2 separate regions of the Mus musculus genome follow, and region 1 is linked to region 2. The links are chromatin contacts, called in public targeted proximity ligation maps. All regions are on one chromosome and are shown on one strand. The core of a region is the stretch at or near the end of the contact, and the rest is flanking DNA. Distances in the headings are between cores, read along the strand shown.

Evidence for each region.
Region 1: a targeted proximity ligation map of the SCID.adh cell line shows a contact between it and region 2, with 14 read pairs. A contact is called at or near these places in 1 of 39 promoter capture datasets (cranial neural crest), 5 of 130 datasets of targeted methods (the SCID.adh cell line, embryonic stem cells, intestinal villus epithelium and 2 more) and 1 of 9 other capture datasets (liver).

What each region holds. Positions count from the first base shown.
Region 1 is chr19:9,037,215-9,042,901 of GRCm38.p6, reverse strand. It overlaps a transcript of Ahnak not described here. Among named protein-coding and RNA genes, the nearest start is that of Scgb1a1, 48 kb to the left of the region's middle.
Region 2 is chr19:8,711,594-8,717,258 of GRCm38.p6, reverse strand. Slc3a2 (solute carrier family 3 (activators of dibasic and neutral amino acid transport), member 2) reads left to right here and starts at 3,362. Exons shown (of 9, transcript NM_008577.4): 1 at 3,362-3,917; 2 at 4,356-4,529; 3 at 5,331-5,425. The coding sequence starts at 3,512.

The sequences.
Region 1 (5,687 bases), core at 1,717-4,216, 330 kb before region 2:
GAAGGATCAAAGGTATGTTAGAGGTCTCTCTGGTGAGGTGACATTTACCAAGAGAAGAATTTCCCAAGCAGAAGGGCATTCCAGGCATAGTTCATAGCAAGGAATTTGATTGTCAAATCAAAGAACAGCAAAGGATCAGGAATGGAGAGCAGGAGCCAGATGCTGTAGAAGTAGAAGTCTTAAATCATTGCTAGCCCTTGAGCTGTGTTTCACAGTGAGATGGAGAGTCACAGAAAGGTATAAGTGGTAAATGACATAATTTTTTTTGAGATATTTAGAATAAGTTGGCCTAATTGACTAATGTTTTGAAAAAGTCAATCTTGTTGCTATGATATAAAAAGGACCAGAGGGTCCAAGACACAGAAGCAACTGTCATAGTGTGGGTGAGAGTTAGGAGCTCAAATCAGGACCGTTGTGGGTAGTCACAGAAAAGTGACTGTATTATAGAGGTGGAAAGACAGAATGGGGGAAATTGCTAATGGCATATCAAATGTAAAAGATGGGCTCAGCACCTGTTCATCTGGACAAGATGACATTTATGAAGACAAAACTCTGTGAGCCACCGCAGTAGAGGGTAGGGAGGTAGGAGAACTTTCCCAGCAAGTGTTCACACATCTCCTGATGTATAACGTTCACCTGATACAAGCTAAGGGCCATATCAAGAAGTTCCATTACTGGATATATACTGAAAAGAAGTGGGTGCAGGGCCAAGATGACTCAGCTAATAAAGAAGGTTGCAGCTGAGCCTGACAATCTGAACTCCATCCTCCAGATCTTCACAGTGAAAGGTGAGAACCAACTCCCAAAAGTTGTCCTCCAATGTCCACTGACACATTGTGGCACATGCAAAAAAAAAAAAATGTTTAAGACAGTAACTCAGATTATGTAGTCCTGGGTAGCCTGGAACTTGCTATGTTGATCAGGCTGTCCTCTTACTCACATAAATCTACGTGCTCCTGCCTCCTAAGTACTGAGATTGGAGGTATGCACAACCGTGATCATGCCCATCAGTAAATGTAATTTTTGAACGAAAGAGATATTTGCTCATCAGTGCTCATAGCAGAACTATTCACAAAAGGTAGAAAGGCATCCTAAATATCCATCAACAGATAAGCAGGTAAATGTGGCATATACGAGAAATAAACTACTATTAATATAGAACAGAGATCATATTCTGACATGTGCTGTAACATTCAGAACACTACTACAAGTAAGCCAGACCCCAAAAAACAGATGTTTTAGAGTCCACTGATATGAGGTACTTGGAATCATGGGATTCACAGAGTCACACCAAGGAAGGTGGTTTCCAGGAGCTGGGTAATGGGAATAGGGAGTTGGTGTTTAATGACTATAGAGTTTGAGCTGAGGGAGATGGCAAGAGTTCTGGAGGTAGCATATGGTAAGGATCCCACAAGCACAGGCAGGTACTTAATATCACTGAAGTGAATATCCCAAAAGGGTAAAGCCAGGGGCTGGAGAGATGGCTCAGAGGTTAAGAGCACTAGCTGCTCTTCCAGAGCACCCAAGTCCAATTTTCAGAACCCAAAAGGCAGCTCACAGCTGTGTGTAACTCTTCTGGCCTCCAAGGACACCAGGCATGTATCTAGTACATGTAGAAGCAGGTGCACACATAAGCACAGTTCTCTCTCTCCCCCCCTCTGTCTCACTTCCTCTTTCTTCTCTCTCAAATAAAATAAATAGACTTAAAGGAGAAGGAGGAGGAGAAGAAGAAAAAGAAAAACAGTTAAAGCAGACCTAGTATCATAGACCTACAATTGGTCTGCACTTCTACCTACCTGGGAGGTTAAGGCAGAAGGATTCAAAGCTGGGCTACAGAATGAGTTCATATAAGTTGAAGCTTATCTCAAAGTAAAAAGTTAAAAACAGGACTTGGGAGAAGGGTGGTAAAGTGGTTGCCCAGCATGCATAGAGCCTTGAAGTCAATGCCCACGATGAATAAACCAGGTGTGACAACCAACTCATACTGTAATCCCAGCATTCATAAGGTGGAAGCAGAGGATCGGGAGTTCAAGGCCATCCTTGCAAATTCAGCAAGTTTGAGGCCAGCCTCAAGGTCATCCTCTGCTACATACTGAGATCAACTCAGCCTGGATTCCAAGAGAACTTTTGAAAAAAAAAAAAAAGAAAGAAAAAGAAGCCGGGCGTGGTGGCACACGCCTTTAATCCCAGCACTTGGGAGGCAAAGGCAGGTGGATTTCTGAGTTCGAGGCCAGCCTGGTCTACAGAGTGAGTTCCAGGACAGCCAGAGCTACACAGAGAAACCCTGTCTCGAAAAAACCAAAAAAAAAAAAAAGAAAAAGAAAAAGAAAAAGAAAGGTAAGAAGAAAAAGAATAAAGAAAGGAACCAGGTAGTGGTGGTATGTGCCTTTAATCACCAGGACTTGGGATGCAGAGGTAAGTGGATCTCTGTGAGTTTGAGGCCAGCCTGGTATACAGAGTGAGTTCCAGGACAGCCAAGAACACACACAGAGAAACCCTGTCTCAAAAAACAAAACAAAAAAACAAACAAAAAAAAGAGAGAGAAGAAAGAGTAGGAAGAAAAAGAAAAAAAGATGAGAGATATATAGCTCAATAGTAGGACTCTTGCCTAGAAATTTCAAAGCCCTGGGTTAAATTGCTCTTAGTAGAAAATAAAAAGGTTAAAATGGTATTTTAAAAGGTTATTTTAAAGCTTTTACCAAGTTCACGTGTGAGCATGACTCAGGCACTTAAATATAAAATGAACTGGGTGTGGTAGCACATGCCTGTCTGTAATCCTAGTACTGGGGGAGGGGGGGAGGCAGGAGGATCACAAGCGCCAAGCCAACATGAGCTACTCAGGAAGACCCCCACCTCCGTCTAAAAATAAACAAACAGAAAGAAAAAGCAAACAAATTATAGCCTGCACATGTTACAGCGCTGAAACGGCCTAGAGCCCGGCAGCTTCAGGGCTGCTCCGCTGCCCTTGAAACAGGGCGACGAGGTCTGCAGGAACATGGCTGCCTCAGCTGTAATTTGAGTTTCCACACTCCAACATCTCACCTTCAAAATGACCATTAGCCTTGAAGCCACAGACTGACCAGGCTCCCAGGTAGCTCCACCTGAATGGACTGACTTGCTGCTATTTTACTAAAATGACTGACCACTGCTGACCAACAGCAAGCTCTGTTGTACTCAAACTGGTTTTTTAGATCTCAGAGAAATGCCAAAACCTTCTTGTGATCTGCAGGCAAATGGCAGAGCCAGGTAAGCCCGGTGCCTGGAATCAGACAATCTGGTTGTCTGTCAAGTGATGTTTGACAGCACTGGGATTCTTATCATAAATCACCATGCCCAGCACAACTTAGTTTCTAGGTTGCATGTGCACAAGACCCTACATTCTAAGGAAGCATTCACAGTCAAGGGAGAGAGACATTCCTGTACTTTAGTCCAAGGCACGTGGGACTGGTGAGATAGGCCAGAGGGTAAAGGTGATTGCCTCTAATATCTGACTTAGGACCTGACTTTGATCCCTGAGACCTACGTGGTAGGAAGAGAGAACCATCTCACGCTTGTTCAGTATTTGAGTTATTTGGGAAAGAGATTTGATCCTAACCCCCTTTAAATTTCAAGACATTTAAACAATAATAAAACAAATTGAAAAAAGAAACAAGCACCTTGTTGGGATGGCAAATACACAAGAAACCAAACGGTTTCCCACGAGCAATAGAGCACTGTCTACCACGAAAGCCCAGTAGCCAGCCTGCAGCTCTTGCCATCTTCTGCCCATTTTGTTTGCTGAGCATTCTTTGCCCCACCCCACCCCCAGCCCCCTGCCTCATGTAGTCTAGTGGAAGTCCAGCAGTGTGGGAGCTAGTGTTAATATGCCCAGGAATCCTGGGAAACAGGGTCTTTGAGACTCAAGTGGGCCTGAATGGAGGGAGAGATCATCAAAAACTCAATCAGAGGATAGACTGGTAGGAAAGCCTAAAATCCTAACTACTGAAGAGGTTGAGGCAGGAGGATTAAAAGTTCCAGGTCAGCCAGAACAACTTAATTAGACTCTGACTCAAAAGAAAAATAAATAAATAAAAAGAGGGTTGGGGTTGCAAATCAGTAGCAGAGGGCTTATTCATGTCTCCAAGACCCTACATTCAACCCCCAGTCCTGCTAATAATAATAATAATAAATAATAATAATAATAATAATAATAATAATAATAATAATAATAATAATAATAATAATAAACAGTAAGGCAGGGCATTGGAAGGATCATGAAGACCAGATCTGTGGCCTGGCATCATGGCTCGGGGACCTGCAAAGACTCCAGCACAGGTGGAATGAAGGATGCCCTGTGGGAACAAAGGGCACAGAGATAGAAACTGGATCACAAACCATCTTGTATGCTAAGAACATGAACTTTACCCTACAAGTCACCAGCCACTGGAGACCTTAAAGAAATAAAGTAATACCATTTGGTCGAGCATGTGTGTTTGTTTTAAACCAACGCTCTGTGAGCCTACTACTCTAGCAGTGAAGAAAAATAAGACAGGAAGGCAGGAGGTGACTGCAGTCAGCAAAGAAAACCTCAGCCACCAGAGATGTCAAGGATGTGGGCGACCTGTGTGGTTACCAGAAATTAGCACAGAAATCAGGAGGGTGGGGGTCAGAGCAGGAAGAGATGGAGTCCAGTGCTGGGCACCTCAGAAGTGCTTGGAGGAGTATGGGCTTGGGATTCAGCAGGCCCCCCAAGGTTACCCAGATAATGAGGGAGGGAAAGAACCTGAAGATAAATCCACAAATCTGTGGAGGAATTATTACATTTGTGAGCTTATGGGGAAAGAGAGGCTACCGTGGAACCTGTCCTCAGTATGTGATATGGCCACTTCGGTTTATGTTTTGGTTGTTGTTTTGTTTTGTTTTTGAACAGATTCTATTTAACCTTGGTTGGCCCAGAACTCATCCTGTAGATCAGACTGGCCTTCGACTCAGAGTCTACCTGCCTCTGCCCCCAAATCCTGGGATTAAATGTGTGTTGCACCTTGCTCAGACCCCACTGTGTTATTCACAGAAGAGACCCTCACAAGAGAAGGTCTATCAGCATATTCCCCTCACAGCAATAGATGAAAACCACTCTCTCTGCTCGTATGAGATGGAAGGGTAACTAAGACATAGTGACCCCAATCTGTAGACCCAGCACTTGGGAAAATAAGGCAGGAAGATTTCAAGTTACTGTGAGTCTAGGGGTGGTCTAAAGTACAGAGGAAGACCTTGAATCAAAAATAACAAAAACAAAAACATGGGGGCTGGAGAGATGGCTCAGTTAAAAGAATTTGCAGCTCCTGCTGAGGACAGAACTACCTATCATGCCAGCTCCAGGGCACTTACGCCTCTCGCCTATGACCTCCACCAGCACTTGTGCTCAAATGTACATACTCATACAGACATCAGACACACACACACACATAATTAAAAATAATAAAAATATTTTTTAAAAGAGGTAGGAGAGAAGGTTTTGAATTTCTGGGTCCAGCAGGCCAGGGATTCCATATCCACAGCGCAGGAAGTCAGCACACCTGCCGGTGCTTTCCTGAGCCTTATCTCTGCATACACTCCTTCTCTAATGAAGGCTGTCATGTTTTCAGTCCCCACCACTTCACTCACCTGCATCTGGGGTGGAGTCTGATGCTGCCCCAGCTTTGTTGATA
Region 2 (5,665 bases), core at 2,113-4,612:
GTTCTGGATGTGCTGTGACTCAGTGCTTCCTGGTCACTTTGTACTTTGGTTACAAGTGATAAATGTCCTGTGGTTCAGTCCTATGGTCTTTGCATTCTCAGTGGCTCAGCTGTGCCCCTCCCTTTCTCACTTCTAAAAGATTCAGGTGCTCCTCTCACCAGTGTATTCCTGCTGACTTGGGTATTCCTGCACCGTTGGGCTTCAGTTCTCATTATGGCTTCACACAATCAACCCATCCCAGCATATCTATTGTATTTACCCCAGTTTTGTCTTTGCTGTTTGTTTTTGAGTCAGGGTCTTATGTCGCCCAGGCTGGCCTCAAACTTGTCGCGTGGTTGAGGGTTACTTTGAACTTTTCTTTTTTTTTTCTTTTTTTTTTTTTTTAAGATTTATTTATTTATTTATTTGTTATATGTAAGTACACTGTAGCTGTCCTCAGACACTCCAGAAGAGGGCGTCAGATCTCGTTACAGATGGTTGTGAGCCACCATGTGGTTGCTGGGATTTGAACTCCTGACCTTCGGAAGAGCAGTCGGGTGCTCTTACCCACTGAGCCATCTCACCAGCCCCTACTTTGAACTTTTCATGCCTCCACTTCCTGGGGTTTTAGGCCTGTGCCTCCTCTGTGCCTGGTTTATGTGGTGCTAAGGATAGAACTCAGGGCTTTCAAATGCTAAGCAAGCACTGGCTGAGCTCCACCCCCAGTCCTTCATCCTTCACTGCTTTGGTGTTGCAGATTGAACCCTGGGCCTTGCACATGGTAGGAAAGCACCGGTCTTCTGAACTGCATCGTCAGTCCTTTAAGTTTATATAGTCAACTGTGTTAGTTATTGTGTTCTATCCCTGGTAAGGGAAAGCAATCTACGTAGAGCATTGAGAGATGCTGTCACTTGAGTCAGAGCTTGAAGGAGGAAGAGTAACTTAGCAGGAAGATCCAAACAGCAGGACAGCATGCACAGGAGGCATTAAGAATGGAAACACCCTGTGTGTCGTGACTCTGGCAGGTGCTAGAAAGCTGCTGTGGCTGAACAGTAGTGATTAGGAAGGGTGCTGCTGAAAAGACTGATGGGAGCTCACGTCTCCTCTCTAAGATGCTTAGGAATAGATTTCTGCCACTTGGAGGTGGGGGCGGGGAGATACTGTGTTACCTTAAATTTTACTTACTTTGTGGAGGGCAGTGCGCATGTGTGGAGGGCAGTGCGCATGTGTGGAGGGCAGAAGACAGCTCCTGGGAATCAGTTCTCCTTTCACTGATCTTCACTGATCACTGAGGAGTGAGCTCAGGTTTGCTGGCTAGGCACCTTCACCAGAGGAACATCTTTTTTCTCTTTTTGGTCTTTTTTTTTTTAAAGATTTATTTATTCATTATATGTAAGTACACTGTAGCTGTCTTCAGACGCTCTCGTTAATGGATGGTTGTGAGCCACCATGTGGTTGCTGGGATTTGAACTCCGGACCTTCAGAAGAGCAGTAGGGTGCTCTTACCCACTGAGCCATCTCACCAGCCCTTTGGTTTGGTTTTTTGAGACAGGGTTTCTCTGTGTAGCCATGGCTGTCCTGGAACTCACTCTGTAGACCAGGCTGGCCTCGAACTCAGAGATCCACCTGCCTCTGCCTCCCGAGTGCTGGGATCAAAGGTGTGCGCCACCACGCCCGGCTCCAGATGAACATCTGGTTGGTTTGATCCATCTTGTTTTCAGTTTGGTTGATTGAAACACCATGTTTCTAATGAGCATTTCATCAAACCCTTTCAAGGAGTGCTTCTGCTTCACAGTCCACAAACCTTGAGCTTTCACGCTGTGTATAAACTCTGCATTGGACTTTTCTTATCTGTCATGCCCAGGGCAAGGTAGGACTCTTATCAACTATGAACACTAGCATGACCCTTAGCCTCTTCCCTCTTCCTAGGAGCTGGTGTATAGACTTTTCTCTAGTGAGGCCGGGGAGGACTTTGGGAATTCAAAAGGACAGTGGCAGGTGATGAGACTTTTCATATCCCTTCCTCTCTACTGTTCTGGCCTTGGCTTCTGCTTTCTTCCAAATACATAGCAATCTTGGCTGCCGGCCTACGTGGGGAGAGGGAGAAAGGACCTGTTGTTTCCTTCCGATTCTCTCTGAAAATAACCTAATTGGAACACAAAGTTCCTGAAATTGTTGGCACCTCCTAGAGTTGATGTTCACTTTTCACTTGTCCCTGCTGCTAACCCAGTCTGCCCCATTTACCCTTCCTCTTGCCAAGGACCTCTGCCGGGGGAATTTGAGAAACTTTCAAAGTGTGAGGGAACTAAGCTGGTTCCAGGGCCTAGCATAGTCAACTGATGTAGCCCGGCACACTAGAGGGTTTGAGAGTTATTGCAAGGTGGTTAAGAGTTAGAACAGGGGCTGGAGAGATGGCTCAGCAGTTAAGAGCACTCACTGCTCTTTCAAAGGTCCCGAGTTCAATTCCCAGGAACCACATGGTGGCTCACAACCATCTGTAACGAGTTCTGACGCCCTCTTCTGGTACATCTGAAGACAGCTACAGTGTAGTCACATATAATAAGTGAGTAAATAGTTCTTCTGGTGCATCTGAAGACAGCTACAGTGTAGTCACATATAATAAGTGAGTAAATAGTTAAAAAATAGTAAATAGTTAAAAAAAAAAGAAAAAAAGAGTTAGAACAGCTTGTATATTAAAAGGGTAGGTGCCTCAATACCTTCGGAATGTTTATTACAGCCCCATTAATCTCTTCTGGATGCCTGATTCCCAGTAATCCAACATTCTTGCTAGTAACTAGGGTAAGATAATAAGGGTAGTGACCACTTCAATTCTGCAGTTGAATTTTAAAATCAAGAAGAACGGATTAGAGTTGATCCTATGCAGTTGATGAAGCAAAGGATTGGAGTGGGTGCCCAGTAAATAGTTGCTGCCTGAGGAATTAAATTCAAGGAGTCTTGAAAGGTGAGTACGTGTAAGCCCCGAGGAGAATCCAGGAACTCAGCTAAGTCCGGAGTATGAGAAGATGTACGTAAAGCAGAAGTGAGATGTAGTGCCAAGGTCTGTGTGAAGTTGGGGAGATCAGCCTGAGCCGTGCTTGGGGCGAAGGGATCACGATGTGGATGGAGACTGGTGTCATCTTGTGGAGAGAAAAGAGGCCTCGCAGGGTAAGGGGCCGGAAGGTCGGAGGAGGGGCTTTGAAACCTGGTCAAGACAAATTCACGTTTGTTATTCTAAGGGTTTCTGACCACAAGCTCCCCTTCCCAGACTCTTGCAGGAATAAGCGTTAGGGATAGACGGGAGTATTCAGCGAGGCTGGAGGTGCGAAAAGACTTCTCTGCATCTCTTTAAGAGGCGGACCGGGGCGGAGTCCTGGGTCACTTCCCCGCCGCCACACCCGCCCAGCGGCAGAAGCAGTTAGGAAGCTCTGCTAGCCTCACGGCCACGGGACGCCTCTCTGAACGGGGATCCAGGCAGGATTAGAGCTGCCTCACTGACTACAGGCCGTGTCGTGTCACCGTTTCTGCAGGCACCATGAGCCAGGACACCGAAGTGGACATGAAAGATGTGGAGCTGAACGAGCTAGAACCGGAGAAGCAGCCCATGAATGCAGCGGACGGGGCGGCGGCCGGGGAGAAGAACGGTCTGGTGAAGATCAAGGTGGCGGAGGACGAGACGGAGGCCGGGGTCAAGTTCACCGGCTTATCCAAGGAGGAGCTACTGAAGGTAGCGGGCAGCCCTGGCTGGGTGCGCACCCGCTGGGCGCTGCTGCTGCTCTTCTGGCTCGGTTGGCTGGGCATGCTGGCGGGCGCCGTGGTTATCATCGTTCGGGCGCCGCGCTGCCGTGAGCTGCCTGTACAGAGGTGGTGGCACAAGGGCGCCCTCTACCGCATCGGCGACCTTCAGGCCTTTGTAGGCCGGGATGCGGGAGGCATAGCTGGTGAGTAGGGTGTGCACCCTCATCCCTTGCCCCCATGAATCCCTCGTTTAATCGGGCATTCTGCTGCTTTTTTCCTTCCTCCTCGTCTTCTCTAGAACGCTGGTGATTCTTTACTGCAACCTATTTTTTTTGGGACGACTCCCTGGCAAAAATCCCCCCCCCTTTCTTTAAAAAAAAAAAAAAAAAAACGCTAGCCGGACCCCTACTTCTTCCTAAGGGTGCCTGACTCAGCACATCATCTTTCTCCTCTCCCCTCCCCCAACCACGCGGCCCTGAGCCAGTTCAAACCAGTTTCTGAAGTAATGTGTGAGACTCCTTGCGTCAGCTACTTTGTCTCATGATCCAACCCGCGTCAGAGGGAGTCGGGAAGTGGTGGAGAGAATGTGGAGGCTGGAGGCTTTTCATGCCCTATTGGTTAACCCAACCCTCTCCTCCTAGGTCTGAAGAGCCATCTGGAGTACTTGAGCACCCTGAAGGTGAAGGGCCTGGTGTTAGGCCCAATTCACAAGAACCAGAAGGATGAAATCAATGAAACCGACCTGAAACAGATTAATCCCACTTTGGGCTCCCAGGAAGATTTTAAAGACCTTCTACAAAGTGCCAAGAAAAAGAGTAGGTCTTTCTAAGGAACTAGAAAGGGTTTGGCATTCTGGCCCAGAAACAGGATAGAGTTTTTGTCTGATTTTTCTCCTAACTGGCTCAGTTTTTTTGTGTCAGGCACAAGGGGGAATATGTTATGATTTACACTAAAAAATGTGCTTCATGCGTGAGCGTAATTTTTATGTATTTATTTTGGTTTTGGTTCTCAGGTAGGGTCTCACCATGTAATTGGTTGGCCTGTACCTGACTACCATGACCAGGCCGGATGAGAGTTTACAGAGCTCCCCTGGTCCCGAGTGCTAGACTTAAGTGTGTCACCATGGCTCGATAAAATAAATGGCTTTTAAATGTATAAAGTAGATCCTATATATAGAAGAGATTCAAATGCTGCTTTAGAGTTCACTATAGAGGGCTGACAACGTAGCTCAGTTTGTAAGAGTGCTTGTCTAGGATCCATGAAGACCTGAGTTTGATTCCTCAGCACAACACAAGCAGCATGTGCCTATAACCCCACACTTGGGAAGGAGATGTAGGGGCTTATTTATCCTCAGGCAGCCCGCCCACATACACAGAACCCTGACTTCATGGGAGGGGAAAATAAGAAAGAAACCAAAACCTCAGTATGGAAACTTGTGTGTGTGTGTGTGTGTGGGCGGAGGAGGAACTGCTCTAGTATAAAACCACCTGAGGGCTTTTGTGGGTTTCCTTCAGATTCTGTGCAAACCGTATGTAGGTTCACCTAGTAACCTGTGTTCAAGTTCCTTGTTTCCTCTTCTTCCCCAAAGGAGTTCTCTCAACTCGTTATTTTTCTAGGCATTCACATCATTTTGGACCTCACTCCCAACTACCAGGGCCAGAATGCGTGGTTCCTCCCTGCTCAGGCTGACATTGTAGCCACCAAAATGAAGGTGAGGTTTTATGGCCGACAGCATACAGATGTTGGTGCTGTGTGGATTTATTCACAGCAAGCCTCCTGTGCACTGTGTGGTTCTCCCAAGCAGGAATACCTCTTCCCATAGCCGGAGGGATAGGCCCAGGTGCACGGTGTTCTTCTTGTTTCTGTTCTGACTGCTTTGTGTGTGTGTGTGTGTGTGTATGTGTTTCCTTTACTCTAGAAGTGAGGCTGTGCCAGGAAGGGAATTTCTCAG